Linked DNA regions of Capra hircus: region 1 is linked to region 2. The links are chromatin contacts, called in public Hi-C maps. All regions are on one chromosome and are shown on one strand. The core of a region is the stretch at or near the end of the contact, and the rest is flanking DNA. Distances in the headings are between cores, read along the strand shown. Region 1 has its middle 100 kb from the start of PAX8. Region 2 has its middle 13 kb from the start of PAX8.

The links. A called contact is a pair of places that touch in the nucleus more often than the background predicts.
Region 1: a contact with region 2 is called in a Hi-C map of blood, with 1.7 times the contacts expected there. The contact joins two enhancer-like sites. A contact is called at or near these places in 2 of 5 Hi-C or Micro-C datasets (both in blood).

The regions. Positions count from the first base shown.
Region 1 is chr11:46,737,465-46,744,553 of ARS1.2, reverse strand. No RefSeq gene overlaps it. Among named protein-coding and RNA genes, the nearest start is that of PAX8, 100 kb to the right of the region's middle. Within about 2 kb of position 1,818, at least 1 of the 5 cell types and tissues checked has an H3K27ac peak or open chromatin away from gene starts, as enhancers often do.
Region 2 is chr11:46,649,026-46,656,055 of ARS1.2, reverse strand. No RefSeq gene overlaps it. Among named protein-coding and RNA genes, the nearest start is that of PAX8, 13 kb to the right of the region's middle. Within about 2 kb of position 3,570, at least 1 of the 5 cell types and tissues checked has an H3K27ac peak or open chromatin away from gene starts, as enhancers often do.

The DNA.
Region 1 (7,089 bases), core at 569-3,068, 90 kb before region 2:
TTGTTTTCCACCAAATGGATCTAATTGTATTTCTAGTAGGACCCCTTTCACCCCACCTTACAGATATTAGCATCCTCAGAAGAGAGGCTCTCGATCCATTCAGAATCTTATTATTGCCTCCATAATTATTATAGTTATGACTATGACAGTCATTCTAAGGAAAATTATCCAAATGGAGGAAGGCAGAGGAAGGCAGGGGCTGTGTGGCTCTGAGCAAAGTTAAAAGGCCAGCTAACAGAGAGAGATGTCCATGGCTGTCCTCCAGGGTAAGCTGGCTGTGAGCAGCAGGGGTGGAGAGTAACCACACTATGGTCTATAAAAGCCCTTTCCTCTCTTCCTTCCCAAGCATCATCCACCTCATTTTTTGTTTGAATATTTATTTATTTGGCTGTGCCTTGTCTTGGCGGCAGCATGCAGGATCTGCAATCTTTTTAGTTACAGCACGTGAATTCTTAGTTACCGTGTATGGGATCCAGGTCTCTGACCAGGGATCGAATCCAGGTCCCCTGCACTGGGAGTCTGGAGTCTCAGCCACTGGACCACCAGGGAAGTCCACGTCCACCCTCCTTTCCTCTCTGTCCCCTCTGAGATTGCCCTCACTCAGGTTCTCATCACCCTGTGCCCGGATCATTTCAATGCCCCTGTCACCCACCTCCCATGCTCTGGGATCCTGCTAATGAAACCCCAAAAGGGTCTTCCCCACATAGATAGTATCATGTCACTCCCTTATGCAAATTCAGTTCTCATTTATTAGAACATACGTGATGAAGTCTTCATCATGGCTTGAAAACCTTCATATCCCAGCTGTTACTTTATCCTATCAGCCCAGAGATGGACAGACAGACTCACAGTTCCTGCACGCACACCACCTGTTCACACCTTGTGGCCCCTGCTTCTCTTAGCCTGACAGTTTGAAAGTATCTCGTCATCTTTCCTTCAAAGCCCCGGCTCAGACTACCCCCTCCAAATATTTCCCAGTGTTGAGATTGTTTTCTCTTTCATCTCTCCTAGCATTTTATTTGAGTCCAGGATGCTCTGCCTTGGCTTTGAGCTACTAAGTTCATACTGTTGGTTGTTAGTCTTGTTTAGTCACTAGATCATGCCCAACTCTTTGAGATCCTGTGGATCTTGTCCTTTACTATTTCCCATCAAATATTAAAGCTCACAAGTTTGCTCAAGTTCATACTGTTAGTTCCTCCTAATTGACACTCTCTAGAGGTCGGGGTCTATGTCTGAGTCACCTCTGGTGCTAGTATTTTGCACCCGGAAATAGTCAGAGCTGAAAAAATGCCTGGTGAGTTTCAAATGTATTTCATCATCTTCCTTTGATTTGTTCTCACAAAGACCTTAGGAGGTAAGTCTGTGCGTGTAATGACCATAGGTGTTACACATGGGCAAACGGAGGTCAGACAACTTGACCCAGGCCAGACACCTAGTGATGGAATCATACATAGAACGAAGCTCCATATATAAAAGCAAGGGTGGAGCCAACCTGGGGGTTGCATCCCCTGGTGGGGAAATGCCCCCGATGGCTCCAATGAGTCATAATACTGTAAGCTAGTGATTAAGAGTCTAGATCCGGGGCTTCCCTGCTGGCTCAGTGGTAAAGAATCTGCCTGCCAATGCAGGAAACACAGATTCAGTCCCTGGTCTGGGAGGATCACACATGCTGTGGAGCAACTAAGCCCATGTACCACAATACCTGAGCCCATGCTCTAGAGCCCAGGAGCCACAACTACTGAGCTCACATGCTGCAACTGCTGAAACCCGTGCACCCTAGAGTCCATTCTCTGCAACAGGAGAAGCCACCACAATGAGCAGCCGGAGCACCACCACTAGAGAGTAGCCCCGCATCTCTGAAACTAGAGCAAAGCCCACGCAGCAATGAAGACCCAGCGTAGCCAACAAATCATGTGCTGTGTGTGTGCTTAGCTGCTCAGCTGTGTCTGACTCTCTCTGACCCCATGGACTGTAGCCCACCAGGCTCCTCTGTCCATGGGATTCTCCAGGCAAGAATACTGGAGTGGGTTGCCATGCCCTGTGCCAGGGGATCTTCCTGACCCAGGGATCTATCCCAGGTCTCTCACATTGCAGGTGGATTCTTTACCATCTGAGCCACCAAGGATGCCCAATAAATAATAAAGTTATTAAAAAAATAAAATGAAAGAATCCAGATCCTGTGTCTGGATCCTGGTCTCATCATTTCTATGTATACAATTCTGGGGATGTTTCTTGACCTCACTGATTCCTCATGTAACAGCAACCTCCTAAACTTGCAGATAAATTAGACAGCATCAAATATCTCACACTGAATCAGGTGCATCCTGATACACAGACAGAGCTTGGTTGTCATTAAGTCAGTACTAGGAGCACTGAAAAACACAGGACTCAGGTTTCTCTTTTGTGCCTGGGAATAGTGGTGAGGAGTCCAAAGTACCATCCCAGGAATGGGGAGGAGAAGGAGAGGCTGGAAAAACATCCCCTGGTCGTCTGAGCACATTCCCAAGATACCAGGCCACCCATCCGGCATTTCCCAAGCAACAAGTCACTGTCATTTCCTCCCCCATGCCCTGGGAAAGTGTGCAAATTGAGTTCATTCCATGAGCCACCGTCTCCTGTTCTCAGGCCCAGTCGTGACCCTTGCCAGCTATTTGATACTCAAAGAGCCAGGTATCCACCATATTGCATGCGGGCCCAGGCTGAACCCTAGGCGTGCAGGGGCTGAAAGCAGCTTGCTCAGCTAAAGTTAGAGATGGTGCGTGAATGAGATGCCGCCTTGCTCCCCTGAATCTTGAGCAGTAGTCACTGAATCCAGTCATCCAAACGGAAGGGAGAAGACAGGAAAAAAATGAGAAGATATAACAGTGACAGGGAATCAGGAGTTGCCTGAAAGTTAGCCTTCCTGGGTTCAAATTTCTATACCACTACTTCTTTTATTTTTTTAACTTTTTATTTTGTATTGAGGTATCACTGATGAACAATGTTATGATAGTTTCTGGTGTACAGCAAAGGGACTCCACCATGCATACACATGTATCCATTCTCCCCCAAGCTCCCGTCCCATCCAGACTGCCACATAACAGTGAGCAGAGTTCCCTGTGCTGCAGAGTAGGTCCTTGTTTGCACCATCACTTCTAACTGCACGGTGTTGGCATTTTGCAACTCATTTCCTTGGTTTCAAAAGCCTGCATCTGTATCAGGAAATGAGGTAATGATCGGCTTCCCTGGTGGACCAGTGGTTCAGAATCCACCTGCCAGCGCAGGGGCCATGGGCTCACTCCCTGGTCCGGGAAGATTCACATGCTGAAAGGCAACTAAGCCCCTGCACCTAAATTACTGAGCCCACTCACCATAATTACTGAAGTCTGCACACTGTAGAGCATCCAAGCTCCTTGACAAGAGAAACCAACACAGTAAGAAGCCTGTGCACAGCAACAAAGAGTAGCCCCTACTCGCTGCAACTAAAGTCTACACGCAGTGACAATGTCCAGCTCAGCCGAACATAAATAAGTAAATAACTTTCAAAAAGTGAGATCATAGGTGGTCCTATTGGTAAAGAACCCACCTGCCAATGCAGGAGACAGATGCGGTTTGATCCCTTTGTCAGACCCCCTGGAGGAGGGCATGGCAACCCACTCCTGTATTCTTGCCTGAAAAGTCCATGGACAGAAGATCCTGGTGGGCTATGGTCCATAGGGCAGCAAAGAGTCAGACACGACTGAAGTGACCTGGCATGCCACAAAGCACGCCACACGAATGCTTAGCACAACACCTTCAGCCGGACCAGTGCTCATCTGGATAACAAGGTTGTTGCTGATGTTAATCTGACCCTGACACAGACTGGTTGAACATTTTTATTCACATTTCAGAGTTGAGTAAGCTCTTCCTCGAGAAGTTAGGTGCCTTGCTTGAGGTCCCAGGGACAGTCCATAGTAGATCTTCTAACTCAATTTCCCCTCTGTTTCTACCCGGGACCCCAGCAAGGGATCCAGCTGCCTGAGGAGCTAGGACCAGAATGGGCATTCTTCTTGGGAAATGAGAGGACAAGAAAGCGCAAACCGAGAATCAACTGAGCCCAGCATTTAGGTAAAAAGCACTACGGATCATTACATGGGACCAGATAAAAGCATGTCTGCCGAGAAAGCCTCTCTCCTCTACTTGCCTAAATTGCCAACTTGTGCAACATTTAACCATTCTCTCCCTGCCAGATGTATACCTGAGGTAATGTAAGTCATGGAAAGTCTTACTACAACGGGCAGGTGTGAAGTTCCTTCTAGAAGGATCCAAAGTCTGTGCATATAAGCAGCAACGGAAGGAAGGCCTCAATCTTGCCCCCAGGGCCATTTCAGGATGGATTGAGCTGCAGAAAAAGACCACCTCTCTAGGACCTCCATGAGCTTCCCAGGTGACTCAGTGGTAAAATACCTGCCTACCAATACAAGGAGACACAGGAGATTTGGGTGCAATCACAGAGTCGGGAAGATTCCCTGGAGGAGGGCATGGCGACCCATTCCAGTGTTCTTGTCTGGGAAATCCCATGGACAGAGGAGCCTTGTGGGCTATAGTTCATGAGGTCACAAAGAGTCGGACCCAATTGAGAGACTGAACACGCAACACAAGCTAGGACCTCAATCTATGGATCATTATTTGATCCCAGGTGAAATCTGCTTGGTCGAAGCATCAGGGCAGTATCGATTGACCAGGAACTGCAAGAGGAGGGGGTGACCCCAAGAGTAACAAATGACTTGAGGGAGTCATGCATGGTGGCGTTCATCACCCTTTAGCTATTGTGGTGATGTCACTGGGAGCTCACCTTTGACTCGCCATTGCCCTGGTCCCAGCACCTATATGATGGCATGACAGGTAGTCCATAGATAGCTATCAGATGAACAAGTAGAAGCCACCATCATTCGAACTGAGCTTAGTTACACCCTCAAGCAGTATCTCTCTCCTTTGGTCCTCACGATAGCACTGAGAGTTCCCCTCGGCACACGCTGTTATCTAAGATTCATGGAGAATCTTCTGGAAGCATCAAGCTAATAAACAGAAGCACAAGAACTTCTGAGCATGATCACACGATCCTGTGAACTCTCTATGCTGCCACCCTTGGGCTGATGGGGAGGCAGGGGGATGGGGAGGGCTGCAGGCTGGTGCATTCTGGGACAGATGCCAGCTCTCTGCATCCTTCTCCTTCTTCTGCATGGGTTGCCAGAGGAACCAGAAGTTTCGGCCCCATGTGGCAACTGCCCTAGGCTGTCCTGGCATCATTCTCACTGGCTTTTCTGAGAAGAGCCAAATAAGATATTTTCAAAAGAGCGATGGCTTTTCAGTGGACAGAACTGGAATCTAGGACCAGCTCAGCTCTCCACTGGCCATGGGTCCCTGGCAAGTCATAAAATATTTCTTTCTCACTTTCCATGTATGTCACCTGGGGTGTGGTGATGTGGACTTAAATGGCAAGGGGGAACTTCCCTGGTGGTGCGGTGGATAAGAATCTGCCTGCCAAGGCAGGGAACACAGGTTTCATCTCCGGTCTGGGAAGATCCCACATGCCTTGGGGCAACTAATCCTGTGTGCCACAACTATTAAGCCAGTGTACCACAACAAGGGAAGTCACTGCAATGAGAAACCTGCAGAGTGCAACAAAAAGTATCCCCTGCTCTTTACAACTAGAGAAAGCTTGCACGCAGTCATGAAAACCCAGTGCAGCCAAAATAGTAACATAAATAAAAATTTTTTTAATGTCAACAGGAATGCGGAAGGACTTTGGGTGGTCCCTGGCACATTACAGATGCTAAAAAAAATTGTTGTGAGGGATAAATGACAAAATACATGCCAAGGGCTTATCACAGGGCAATTTGACACCTGGGTTCAATTTGATAGCTGGCTTCAGTGATTGTTGCTGCTACAGTTATTGTTTCTGACCAGCTCTTGTCCCTGGGGTAATGTCTGTCCAGTGGCCTCACTCCGGGAGCTCCCTCCCTCTGGCCACTGTGCCTTTCTTCTCCCAGGGTCCCTGACAACCACCCACCACCTCTCCACCTTCACTGGTCCTCTCAACCACTCTGAGCTGCCCATTATTCAGTCCTCTGGGCCTCAGCCTCATCTAGCCTGGCCCTCAAGATAAGGCCCATCACCATCTTCCCCGAACTGCTGGAGCCCCTGCCTCTCAAAAATCCATAGAAAATGTCAGAAAACCTTGGGTCATGACACACTGCCTTGGGGCTCTGTCATATTTTTTCTGTCTCTTTTCTCAGCTGGGAAAACTTTAAAAATTTATTTAAATATTTTTTTCAGTCATTTTTAAATTTTTTTAAAAATTAATTTATTTATCTTTGGTTGCCCAAGTCTTCATTGCTTTGCATGGGCTTTCTCTAGTTGCAGTGAGTGGGGGCTACTCTTTCTGTGGTGCATGGGTTTCTCATTGCAGTGGCTTCTCTTGTTGCAGAGCAGGGACCCTCGGTGTGTGAGCTTCAGTAGTTACAGCACATGGGCTCAGTAGCTGTGGTTCCTGGGGTCTAGAGTTCAGGCTCAGCAGTTGTGGTGCCAGGGCTTAGTTGCTCCTCAGCATGTGGAATCTTCCTGCACCAGGGATTGAACTTGTGTCCCCTGCATTGGCAGGCAGAGTCTTACCTACTGCACTACTGGGAAAGCCCTTGGCCAAAGTTTTAATCATCTCATGTCCATGTGGGGCACATTCCTCACCTGAGTTGCCCCAAATCTCCTTCTCACTGTCCAGGTACCTGATTCTATCCCAGGATTCCTTTCTAGCTGGTGACTTGGCCTCCATCATTAGTGATCACCTTCCTGCATCCCATCCGGGATGACCCACAGATCACATGGCACAGCTATGGGCATTCAAGAGGGGGTGGTGAGACAGGAAGGGAAGGGCTAGAAAGATGCAGGCATCATGGGAGTAGAAGTGGACCGAGTGTAGGCCTAGGGACCCACCCACCCAGAGCCCTGATGGAACAAGTGATACCTAATGTGGAGCCTGGCACCGAGTAGCTGCTCAGTAAACACCCTGTTACTCATGCCCTGTGTTGACATTTAACGATTTTAATTGTTTTCAAAAACACCCCAAGTATG
Region 2 (7,030 bases), core at 2,321-4,820:
AACTGCTGGGCTCAGAGGAACATCCCTGATGTCTCCAGGACAGCCTCTGGGAGGACTCCCTTAGGGAACTGGATCACAGTTACATTTAAAATGCCCAGAAAGAATTGATGTGTTAATTTACCAAATCTCCACATTAGAGCTAGAGGCAGGTTTAAAACTCAGAGAAGTCAACTGAGAATTTTTTTTTTTTAAGGAAGAATAAAAAAGTTCTATTTTTGTTCTAGCAATGATGATATCCTCCCTGCCTGCTGATGAAACACTCTTGGGGCCAAGTGTAGATTCTCAGAGCAGATAGAAGAGTAAAGTCTTAGTTATCCAGAGCTGAGTAACAAATTATCATGAACTTAACTACTTAGAGCAACAAATGTTTATTATCTCACACAGCTACTGAGGGTCAGGAATCTAGGAGCTCCCTAGCTGGGTAGTTCAGGTTCTGCGTTTCTTAGAGGTTATGGTCAAGCTGTCAAGCAAATCTGTGGTCATCTGAAGACTGGACTTGGGCTGGAAGGCTGACATCCAAGATGTCTCCCTTACATCCTTGTTGGTGGGGTGGTGGGGGGCGACGAGGGGAGCTGGGGTGTGGGGGAGAGGGGGTAGAATCAGTTCCTTGCCACAGCTTCCATTTCATCCTTGGCCTTCTCTTCTTGGGTAACATACCCCCTACCCTTTTCATTCATCCTCAGTGAGAATGGTTTAGAGTCTCTTTATGTTCTTCTGAACTCCTGTTTCTGTTTCCCACCTTCTTCCTTTGAACCTTGTGTTTGGAACTGAACCCAGGGACTTCCCTGGTGGTCCAGTGGTTAAGAATCTGCCTTGCAATGCAGGGGACCTGGGTTCCCTGGTCGGGGAACTAAGATCCCACTTGCTGCAGAGCAACTAAGCCCAGGAGCTGGAACTACTGAGCCCAAGCAGCACAACTAGAGAGTCTGTGCATCCCAATGAAAGATCCTATGTGATGCAACTAAGAGCCAAATAAAATAAATAAGTGAATATTTTTAAAAAATGAGAACTGAACCCATAACCCAGGGGCAATGTGACCCACAAGGAATGCGGAGGGAATATCAACACTAGCACCTTGGATGCCCTGTTACCACGGATGCCACCTGAGACTATAACTTCTCTGTCAGCCATGCTCCTCCTGCAAGTTGTGCCTAAACAGCTATCCTTTGAGGATCGTTCTTTTGCTTTGGGGTGACAGTGAGCTAACCGAATGGCCCAGTGTTTGCTCATAAGTCTGATGGGTCTTTGGATTGATATTGTCACATTCTTTTCAAGACAAACACGTGTTTTAATACATCTCTGAAGTCACTGTGCCTTAATTAGAGAAAAAACTCATTTAGGGTCATTTTAAGCAAGCTGTTCAAGTGTTCTTCGTCCAGGAAGCCAAAGCCTGGAGATATAAGGGTCTTGCCAAGTCTCCACTTGCCTTCCAGACAGTCTTCCATACTGACACCCAAGCCAGTCTCGGGAATTAGAAGGTCTGGGGCCAAGCCCTGGCTCCAACACTCATAGTTAGGGGCCCTTGGGTATGTTAGCTCATGAGCGCCTCACTTTGCTCATCTGTGAAACAGATCAATACTCACCGCATCTATTGTTTACCAGGGTGGTATGAGAAAGTGCCCTGTGGGTGTTAGTCATTGTCATCATTCATAGGAGCCTGCCCACCTCCCCTAATTCAGCAGGACACACATGGCAAGGGACATGGAGAAAAGGGGGTGGCTCACTGCACTCTGGGGTGCATGGCTGGGAAAATGCTAATGAAAGGCTTTTATCTTCCATGTGCTTCACCATCTGGTAGGGAGGAGGAATAAGGCATTAAAATTTTGCACAGAAAACACACCTCTAAAGGAAATCCTGAGCTTACCCTGCCCTCTCCTGGGCCTGGAATGGTGTTGACTGACTGTCTGGGTGATTCCAGAAGGCAAAGCAACCCCTCGGCCTCCCACTTCCAGAAGCTTATTAGGATAAAGTGAGTGGGAATATTGACTGACTTCCTCTGGAGCACTGCAAGGAGGAGCTGATGTGATGACAGCCCCCAGAGGGTCCCAGAAATATGACAGGTTTATTGGGACATGAGTCAGCGAATAGGGGGTTCTGAACATTTCTGCATTCTGGTGCATGCCTCCTTCCTCCTTTAACGTGTAAGCCTGAGGCTAATTCTAAGCTCATTCATTATTTAAGAGTGGGTATGTGCTCACTCGTGTCCGATTCTTTGCAAACCCATAGACTGTAGCCCGCAGGGCTCCTCTGCCTATGGGATTCTCCAAGCAAAAATATTGGAGTGGGTTGCCATTTCCTATTCCAGGGGAATCTTCACAACCCAGGGATACCACACCTCTTGAGTCTCCTGTATTGGGAGGCAGATTCTTTACCACTAGTGCCACCTGGGAAGCCCCATTCATTCATTCATTATTTGCTATATCTGACACTGTATGGAAGAAATCAGAGCAACCCCCAGTACCCCTTGCTATGTTCCCATCTCCTCGTTTGAGAAAATGAAAAGGGATTTGTAGAAAAGGAAGAGCTAGTTCACAGAACTCAGAAGGTGAATCTTCAGAATCAATCTGGGAAATGGGATAACAACTATTCTTTAAGTAAGGGGGCTGCTACACAGAGGAAGGTTGACCCATTTGTCTCCCTGGTCTTGAGACCTTAGGGCATCAAGAGAGGAAAGCTGGGTACAGGCCTGGTGATGGAGGAGACTCAGGTGAGCAGGGTGCTGAGAAAGCTGGTGGGAGATTATGAAGAAAACTCAGGTCTTGAGGAAGCCAGAGCCATGAGGCAGAGGAAAGTGTGGGGTCAGAAGCAAAGACCTCGAGTTAGAGTCTCCCTTGTCTGGGTCTTGTCTTCTCACTAGAGCAGGAGCACCTGGGAAGGAAGGGGTCTCGTCTTCCCAAGGTGGAGCCTGCTCTCCTCTTGAGTGAGAAATGATGGGCCTGGGCTTAAGCCATCTCCGTCACCTTGGTTAATTTGCCTGCTGGGTCTAAGCATCAGAATCATCTTCTTAATCCTAATCAGTAAGTGTCTGGCATTGACTAGCAGCTCAAGTCCTGTTTTTCTCTGAACTCCAGTGCCCTTCAGGTGGAGACCTCCTGCAGCTTGGGTAATCTCCAGTACAGTTCTGATCAGCGATCAGTTTCTTCCAGATAGGAGCTATGTGTCTGTGCCTGCATACTAAGTCTCACTCTCTGTCTCACTCTTTGGAGGAGGGCATGGCACCTCACTCCAGTATTCTTGCCTGGGGAATTCCTATGGACAGGGAAGCCTGGTTGGCTACCATGGTGTCCATGGGGTCTCAAAGATAGAAGCTTTGACCACAGGAACTCAGTCCAGGATCCAGCAAACACCTGCCTGCCTTGTGGATTCAATACATCGAGGATCAGGCCCGAGACTGCACAAGTGCAGAGGACCACGCCCCCTGGCTTCAGGGACTGAGGTGGACTGGGGCCATGCCAGCGGGAGCTTCGGAAGTTGAAGCCTTCTGCTTCTGCTTCCCCGGATCCGAGTCAGGCGGGGCGGCCAAGGGGCTAGAAAGCTGGCAGCTCCCCGCCCCCCACCCCTCCACCCTCTGTCTTGCCCGGAGCGGCGGGCAACAAATGGGGGCGGGGGCGGGGGTGGGGAGTCGGCTCTGCTTCGCCTTCCAGGGCGAAGCTCAAGGATGCTCCGTGAAGCTCCTGGCTTCTTATGATACTGAAGCTGCAAAAGGATAGGATCCCATGCAAATAAAGGCCAGTGTAGCGGAAGGCTAGTTACCTTTAATTAAAAGGAAGGCACCTGGAGTCCCAGCCAGTGGGAGGAACAGGGATCTAAAGCAAGTCTGCCAGCTGCTGGGGTGGTGGGGGTGGGGGGTTGGGAGAGGCGGAGCTGAGCCTAGCAAGGCTCACCCTTTGCTCCAGGCCCCTCTTTTCGTGTCCCCACTCTCCTCCCCAAGCAGAGGAGGGGCATCCTCACCTGGCCACCGCTGGGGCAAGGCACCGGGCATCTGGAGAAGAAGAGGGGCTTTTCTGTTCTTTGGAATAGTTCTGACTTTGTGCCCCTGGCCCAACACCCTGTACCCAGCTCCCAGACCCCAGAGTCAAAATTGTCTAGAGGAAATCATTGACCCCAAGTGACCAGGCAAGTGAGAAATAGAGTCATTCCCCCAGGATTGCCAGAGTCAGGGCCCTTCTGCTACCAGCTGGAAATTCCATGAGGCCAGGAGTAGCAACTACAGGCTTCCCTGGTGGCTCAGTGATAAAGAATCTGCCTGCAATGCAAGAGACTTGGGGTCAATCCCTGAGTCAGGAAGATCCCCTGGGGAAGGAAATGCCGACCCAGTGCAGTATTCTTGCCTGGAGAATCCCATGGACAGAAGAGCCTGGCAGGTTACAGTCCATGGGCAAGAGTCAGACATGATTTAGCAACTGCTGCTGCTGCTGCTAAGTCGCTTCAGTCGTGTCCGACTGTGTGCAAACCCATAGCCGGTAGCCCACCAGGTTCCCCCGTCCCTGGGATTCTCCAGTCAAGAACACTGGAGTGGGTTGCCATTTCCTTCTCCAGTGCATGAAGGTGACGAGTGAAAGTGAAGTCGCTCAGTGGTGTCCGACTCTTCTCGATCCCATGGACTGCAGCCTACCAGGCTCCTCCACCTATGGGATTTTCCAGGCAAGAGAGAGTACTGGAGTGGGTTGCCATTGCCTTCTCCAGATTTAGCAACTAAACAACAAAAAATAGCAATATCTATTGTATCATATATAGTATTACGTGTTGTTGTGTAGTAGGTACACATAGCAATACTAATAATACAGGTAATACTGACGAATATATTAAATGAAATAAATGGACAAGGTAGCCTTTATTTACTGTAAAGTTTGTATCAGTCTACAGTATTACCATGGCTTCTAGCGTTTCAAAGTACTTCCACACACGCCAGTTCATAAGAGCCAACCCAGTGAGATTAGTGAGGAAGATATCCTGAAGAACTTTGTACTGAAAATGAAAAACTATGGCTTAGAGACACTGAGTGTTTTTTGCTCAGGACACATTTCTAGGAAATATTCCTTTGCACTGGGACTAGAAAGCCAGTACACTTTCCATCTCCCACTTAGTCCTCATTTATAAAGTTGGGGACACCAAGGCCCAGCCAGGTCCTTGGCCTCCGCAAGGTCCCATAGCCTCGGTCTCAAGTCTAAGACCCTGTGTGTCTTAGTTGCTCAGTTGTGTTGATTCTTTGCCACCTCATGGGCTATAGCCCTCCAGGCTCCAGGCTGTGCATGGACCTGGCAGGAATTGTGCAGGCAAGAATACTGGAGTGGGTAGCCATTCCCTTCTCCAGGGGATCTTTCCAACCCAGGGATCAGACTTGGGTCTCCTGTATTGTAGGCAGACTCTTTACCATCTAAGCCACCAGGGAAGCCCAGCCTCCTGACTCTCAACCAATTCTCTCTCTCTCTTTTTCTTTTTCCTGTCCTACATAGAGGCAGATATTCTTTACATAACTTTCCAACCACACCCCCGACTCTCTCCTGGTCATTGTTTCTCTGTCACTCAGTCACAAGGGTGCTATCTGTGTCCAGATCGGAGCGGGATTTGAAATCCAAACTCCTTAGCAACTTTGAGTGCATGCTTCCTCTCTCTCCCATCAGCCCATCAAACACAGTCTGGGTCCTGGACCAACATCTCTGTTCTCTCTTGTCTGATCTGTCACCAGACAAACTTCTCCTGGGCCATTGGGAAGTTTTGAGAAGAGCCAAATCTGTCTTCCCTTTTGGGGGGACCCTAAGTCTGAGTCCTCCAGAAAACATAGGAAGGTAAGGGGGCTAGCACTTATATTCAATCTGTTTTTCATAGGACTGCAACCTATCACCACCAAACCCAGGGTGAAACTGAGAGTCAACAGGTGACCGTGACAATGTTTCCACCACCCCATCCCCATCATGCCTTCTCCACCTCTGACGCTCCCATCAGCCTGAAGGGAATTATGGTACCGCAGCCTCTCCGTGCCTGCAACCTGGACTCCTCCAAGTCTTTCTCACACTGCACCAGGAAGAACTTTCTAAAATAGGAGTCTGGCCACTCTTTCCCCACCTCCCCCACTAGAATCTGCTTAGACACGTCCCTTTGCTTTTTAGGATAAAGTCCAAATTCCTTATGGACTACTCTGATCCAACCCTGCACACTTTCCCAGTCCTATCCCTCAGCCCTCACCATACCTGTGCACAACCAGCTGCGCACACACACATATTCTATAATTACACTTCATTTATCACTTTAGGCTTCCCAGGTGGCACAGTGGTAAAGAATCCACCTACCAATGTAGGAGACACAGGTTTCATCCCTGGGTCAGGAAGATCCCCTGAGGAAGAAAATGGAAACCCACTTCATATTCTTGCCTGGAGAATTCCATGGACAGAGGAGTCTGGTGGGTTACAGTCCACGGCATTGCAAAAGATGTGAACACAATTGAGCAGCTGAGCATTCACGCTTTCTCACTATAGTGAGTTCGGTTCCCTAAGAGCACCTGCCAAACCCTCTTCCCTTGCCTCCAGTCTCTGGATCTGCACTTGCATTATTTTTTTCTGCTCATGTCAGACTATTCTACTTTCTCCTTTTCCTCTGTTTGGTTGGTTCTACCTTTTCCTTCAGGTCTCTGCTTACAGGTCCTTTTTGAACAGCTAAAATTTTGTGAGGTGCCCTCCAGATTTTTTGCTGCTTATAATTCCCACTCTCCACCCTACCCCATCACAGCAGGCAGCACACCTCCCTTCAGACCTGTCTGTTCATTCCATAGGACATGATTCTTGTTCTGGTCAGCACGATATTCCCAGGTCTCAGCAGAGTACTCAGCACTTAACAGATGCTTGATAAAGATTTGCACAATCAAATACATGGAAAGGAAGCATTGGGGTCACAGGAATAGGGAAAGAAAGAAAGAATAAGGAGAGGGTTGGAGGGAGGGGAAGAGAAAGGGCTATCCTGGTGAAGTCATCCAGGCATTATATTCAATATCATAACTGCTTCAAATCCATCATTCCTCACATTTCTTAAAAGT